Linked DNA regions of Zea mays: region 2 is linked to region 1. A link is a contact called in public Hi-C data. All regions are on one chromosome and are shown on one strand. The core of a region is the stretch at or near the end of the contact, and the rest is flanking DNA. Distances in the headings are between cores, read along the strand shown.

Region 1 (3,010 bases), core at 172-2,671:
TAACACCTGCCGTGTGCAGGAACTCTCTGTCACTCTTCTCCTTCCCACGGAAGAAGAGCCTCTGCCTCTCAGGCTCCAAGCCAGTAGTCTGAACAAGGATCCTCTTCAACTCACCTTCATATACAAAATTACAAAGTGCCTATTAGAATATTGTAAACCAGCACCTTCAAGCAATCAATGCAGAAGCAAGAATCATTTATGCAGGTTTATTGATTATTTGGGGGTAAAGGTAATCGTATCTGCTTCTTTCCAATGATAAACTGTATACAGATTGACTGACAAAATGCTCCCCGCGCATGTAAAGACCTACTAGGTGATGTAATGGTTTGTCCCATTGCACGTGAGGCTATAAGCCAATGAGGTTCCAATTGATGTTTGATCATCACAACTGGCCAGGTGTTATTAATGTACTACATCCGTTCTCGAATATTTGTCGCCGGCTTGTTCATTTTTAAACGCTAGTGTTATCAATAAGAAGAATAACTAGTACTACTTATGGATCAATGGATGGTATAAGTACTACTACTTCTATAACATTGAAACAGATGGTCAAGGATTAGTACGAAAAGCTAACCGATAACAGTTAGTAGGTATCTTGTCGCCGTTCAGCACGGTAAAGTTGCCGGAGCAGGGTCATGATCGATTCATCAAGTACGTAAGCACTTTTCATCCTGACATGAAAACATTCGAGAACCATCTGTTGTTCGTCTAGACTCGTCTGGAATCTAAAATCAATAGCTGGGACTGGGAGAAAGAACTGAAAAATCGTGTTGACTTAAACTAAAATCCACTAGATTGTCAGTTGACATGTCAAGATCCAAAACCCAATTCCTCCTATACATCTTCGCCAAAGCGAATATGCGACATAAGGGAGTAGGGATCAGTAACGACTAACGAACAGGGTTGGCTAGCGTACCGAAGGTAGCCTGCGCCGGCACGACGACCTCGCGGAAGTTGGCGCCGTGGGAGACCCTGATCCTGATGACGGGGCCGGCCGCCTCACCGTCCCTGCGCTGCACCAGCATCCCGCCGGGCCGAACCTCCCACTCGCCCTCGGCGTCCCTCCCGCCCGATCTGCCGCTCATCATGCTGCCGTCGCTGACGCCTTTATGGCTCCGCCTCCAGCGACCGACCCACTGGCTGGCTCAGCTCGCGCTGAACGCGAAAGCGACTGGGTGAGGGAAAAAAGAGTTTGGTGGCGCGTGGCTTTTGCGATGGGTGGCGGGGCGACCTCCCGTGTGCCTTCCCTCCCGGAGAAGCAAGCGTGGAAGGGTTGGGGAGGAGGGGAGCGGAGGTACGAGTCGGCGGTGGGAGTAGGATTTTGCGAGAACTTGCCGCAAGTACAGCTTTGGATGCTCGCGAGGTGCAGGCGGGGACGATGGATGGGTGGACGGAAGGACTGGACTGGCTTGGGGAGTTGGCTCCGGCCCGGGACGGATACCGTGTGCTGCTGTGCGCTGTTGCTGTGCTGACTCGCCGTGTCCGCCGTGGATAGGACGGTCCCCACGAGAGAGCTTATGGGGTCGGCGAGGACCGGGCCTCATTAGGGCCGGCCTCGTGGCATGGTCGAGAACTCGGTGGAGACTCGAGAGGTTGTGCGGCGCTCGGTTGGCCCCGTCCCCCACGTGAAATTTTGGTTTGGATGAATCATCCGCTTCGTGGTGTGGCTTTCGTGTTTTTTTTTTGCACTTCGCAACGGGCAATATCATGAGCAGCTATCCCAGGCTCCCAGCCCGGTACAAAGGACTCGTCAATTCTAGTGTAGGACCCTTTGCTTGTTCAATCTCGGCTGCGCCTGCGTCTAAAAAAAAGTGAATGTGGATTTGAGATTTACTGCGTAACAGCTTTATGGTAAATCTAATATTCACAAATTGTTAATTTAAGGTACACGACAGTTCCAGATCTAAAGATTTTGGTTGGGATGACCTCTTTAATTTGCCCTTGAGATCGTTTGAAAATATCTACTTTATATGCTATACGTGTTCTATTGATATTTATTCACAAAAATGTTTTTAAGCAAATGCAATATTTTCACATAAATACTCATGAGATCAAATGAAGACTAATTTCCATTGCATGCTAGTCCTAAGCAAGAGCAAGTACTATGGTCATTTCATCGTGAAATACATCCATAATAGCGACATTAGCTTCTATACTAATACCATTTAATATGACTGCATATCGGTTATATCTTTCGGGTATTATTAGTACAAAATTAGGATCATGATCGAAACAAGCGAAGTGCAAATCTGGCACACAGCTTTAAGGATAAAACCGAATACCCACAATACATGTAATCGGATCAAGAATCACATGTATAGCGATGTCATATAATAGACTATATCAAAACACAATGCTTTATTATATCAAAATAGAGTATTTATTACATAATCGCGATACTGTTTTAAATCCACCAGTAGACCTTCCAATCTCAAGCCTAGAACTCGTCGTAGTCCTAAAATTTCTAAGTTCAGGACACATGTTCTCCATATAGATATAAAAAGTACATAGGACAGGGGTGGAAAAGGCTAGAGTGAGTACTTTCGCACTCAACAAGTACCTCACTTTGGTAAAAGTGGGTTGGCTATATAGTGGGCTAGCTTGAGCGGTTGCTTTTAGTTGATCAAGTTTTATTTGTGCTTGAAAAGCATTCTAACCCTCTTTTTATAAAACATTATGTTTAGTAAAATCCCTTACAAACCAATAACTTCAACGTTCATTATATCCACAATGAAACGTTCATCAAGTCCCATGGTGAATCGTTACATTATAGTAACCTTTTGAAAATTCGTTCATTGCATCCCACAATGAACCATTCATCAAGTTTCATGGTAAAAATTTTGAAAACATGTTCATTGCATCTCACAATAAACCATTCGCCAAGTCTCATGGCGAGAGTTTTGAAAACACGTTTGCTGCATCTCAGAGAGGGCCATTCACTGCATCTCATAGAGGACCATCTACAACAACTCAAAGCGGACACATCACCAAGTCTCATGGTGAATTTTTG
Region 2 (3,010 bases), core at 199-2,698, 110 kb after region 1:
AGAGATAGTGTCATATATCATTTTATCCAACAAAGTGCTTATAGGAATAGTTTACGTATGTGCTTAAAAAATAAATGGCACATGTACAATACAAAAGATCAAATCCTCTCTGAGTCCCAAATTCACTCCAAACACTTAGTGACTTGTGAGAGAGAGATTTTTGTGTTTATTCGAGTTCTTGTTGACTTGGATTGCCTTTCTTCTTTTCCTATTCTTATTCTCAAGTGCTTTGTAAGCGAGGCAAGAGACACCAAGTGTGTGGTGGTCCTTGCAGGGTCTTAGTGACCCGTGAGATTAAGGAAGAAGGCTCACTCGGTCTAAGAAGGCTCACAGGGTTTGAGAGAGGGAAAAGGTTAGAAAAGACTCGGTCTTTGTGACCTCCTTAACGGGGACTAGATTTTTTGGAATCGAACCTCGGTAAAATAAATCACCGTGTTCACTCACCTTATTTCTTGGTTGATTTGATTTCCCTCTCTTTACGACTTAAGTTTTACTCGAACACTAACCTCCGACCTTAGTGCGTGTTTAAAGTTATAAATTTCAGGTTTCCCTATTTACTCTCCTCTAGACGACTTTTAGGGAGACATGTTCTCATTTTGAAGGAGGATTCTTGTAGCCCCCCTATGACATGTTGGTTTTGTAAACTAAGTATGATACCCTTCGGTTTTCTTTTGTGCATGTAGTCATCGATCCGCAATTTGGATGCGGAACGTTGCCCTCACCCCCTATGCCGAATGATGATTGTGTTCTTTTTTGCTTGTCTGCTGAGTTCGACACTGCGTTGTTGTATATTGCGCTTAGATGTCCTTACACAATTTCGTGTCGGTGCGGCGCACCCTTGGGCATTTTTCTGCGTGGAATTTTGCGTTTATGAGTTGACTTCGTGATTTTAGGGGTCCTTGCATACTTTTTTTTTTCTGATTCGGCTGCACCCTTGGACAACTTTTGTTTGGATTTTTTGTGTCTCTAGGATGATTTTGCACCCTTAGGTGTGTTCGCACACTTTTTGTGTTGATCCGGCTGCACCCTTGGACAACTTTTGTTTGGATTTTTTGTGTCTCTAGGATGATTTTGCACCCTTAGGTGTGTTCGCACACTTTTTGTGTTGATCCGACTGCACCTTTGAGCGACTTTTGATGTACTCGTGCACTTTTTTGTGGTGGTCCGGCTACACCTCGAGGGATTAAATTTCTCTTTGGGGAGTTAAAAGAATAGAGTGGATTAAAGGGGCTTAATTACTACCTCTTACTCCCAAGCAAATAAACCTTGAATTATATTTTATGTGAACAGAGATACTAGTAGACTCGAATAAAATATACCCGTAGCCAGTGATATGGGTGGACTAGCGAAGGGTTCCATCGGAAGGTCACGTGTGCAGTGGTTGGCGTGTTGGAGTCTTTGCAGGACGGCAATGCCGGTGGGCGGTGGCAGATCAGTGGAAGAAAAGACTATAAAAAACATTGAGACGAGGGCGTAGGCTGCGTAGCACTATAGAAAAACCAGGGCTACCACGCCTAGCTTGTGACTTGTGAACAGGCCGATGAACAAAAACGTTTCGATAATCCTTCAAAAGTGAGAATAACAACAAATTCAAAATATAATTTGAACACTACGAGATCAAGTATTATGAACAAACATTCTTTTGAGTGTCTTCTTTTTTATAAAAAGAGAAGAAGAAACATTGTCTGAAACAGCGTGGGCCAAAGCTGTGGATGACTGAGAAGGCCTTTTTTCACACGCGCCTACCTGCGCGGCTCGGGCCGCAGGAGCCAGGGTCTGAACGGGTCGGATGGAGGCCGCGTGGCCTGCCCAGCGGCGAACGACCGGGTCCGGGTGTGCGTGCGTGCGATGCGATGGGTGGGCGATGGAGCTAGGTCGGGATGGCCGCCGTGTGCGTGCGTGCGATGCGATGGGTGGGCGATGGAGCTAGGTCGGGATGGCCGCCGGCCGTACCGCGGATGCGCGCAGTCGGGTCATGAACGTTGGGCACCGTGTCGCGCGGTGGCCAGACAGAGACAGGAGCAAAATCTTGCCGGCGCGCCGTCCGCGAGCAGACGGAGACGCAGACGCAGACGCACGCACGCCCGGCCGCCCTGCTCACGGCACACGGCACTGCAGAGGGAGACGCGCGGGAGACCAGCACGACCGGCCCTGCGCAGGGAGTCGCCAAAGGGGAAGAAGGGAGGCGAGGAGAGGAGGGGAGAGCCGCGGTCTGCTGCTCTGGGCCGTGGAGGGACTGGAGGTGGAGGAGACACAAGACGCGGAGTACGTACGGGCGCGGTGACGCGACGACGGACGGGACGGGCACGTACGCGTCTGGGTCCCGCGGCCCGCACTCTCCCGGCCGGGACTTCCTATCATGAGCTCATGAGCGCTTGCCCACTGCTGAGATCTGAAACGGCACTGCACTGCTGCAGTGGGGGAGCAGGTAGGGGGCGATCCATCGCTGTGCCTCTCTCTCCGTCGATCTCACTGCTGAACCGTCAGCCACACTCGTCCCGGGCGGCCGGCCACGTCACGTCACACAGACGCACCCTACTCACGCAACACAACCCTAGGGCCGGGAGGGAGAGCGCGCGTACGTACGCAGGACAGGAATGTCACATGTGGCGGACCTCACGCTCCTCTCCTGCCTGGCCCAGACGCGACGCCGAGGTCTCCGTACGCGTACGGTCCCGGGTTCTCGCTGGGAGAGGGAGACTGTGCGCGTGCGCTGGGCAGGGCAGGGGCTCCATCCATCGCGCCTGCAGCAGCGCCACTGACCGTTCACGCACACTGTTCAAGCTTCCTGGAACGTCACGGCCAGGGCCAGTAGAAAAGTTCGGTGCGGGGTAGGTATTGGCGCAGTCCGGCCGGCCGGCGTTCATGATTGGCAAACCCGAGCTTTCCACAGGGACGGATCACGCTAATCCTCGCCGGACAAATGCACACAAACCCCCCCCCCCCCCCCCCCCCCCCCCCCCCCCCGGCCGCACGGGTTTCCACTAGCTAGCATAGCAGCTCCCAGCGG

The links. Hi-C and Micro-C count contacts between places; a contact is called where the count stands out from the background.
Region 2: a Hi-C map of tassel shows a contact between it and region 1, with 4 times the contacts expected there. The contact joins the enhancer-like site here to the promoter of LOC100273657 in region 1. A contact is called at or near these places in 6 of 25 Hi-C or Micro-C datasets (bundle sheath, ear, endosperm and 3 more).

Annotation. Positions count from the first base shown.
Region 1 is chr3:188,039,003-188,042,012 of Zm-B73-REFERENCE-NAM-5.0, forward strand. LOC100273657 (BCL-2 binding anthanogene-1) reads right to left here and starts at 1,422. Exons shown (of 4, transcript NM_001148071.1): 1 at 917-1,422; 2 at 1-114. The coding sequence starts at 1,088.
Region 2 is chr3:188,152,228-188,155,237 of Zm-B73-REFERENCE-NAM-5.0, forward strand. No RefSeq gene overlaps it. Among protein-coding and RNA genes, the nearest start is that of BA1, 36 kb to the right of the region's middle. Within about 2 kb of position 1,449, at least 2 of the 20 cell types and tissues checked have an H3K27ac peak or open chromatin away from gene starts, as enhancers often do. A contact at or near this core is called in tassel, where this site is marked.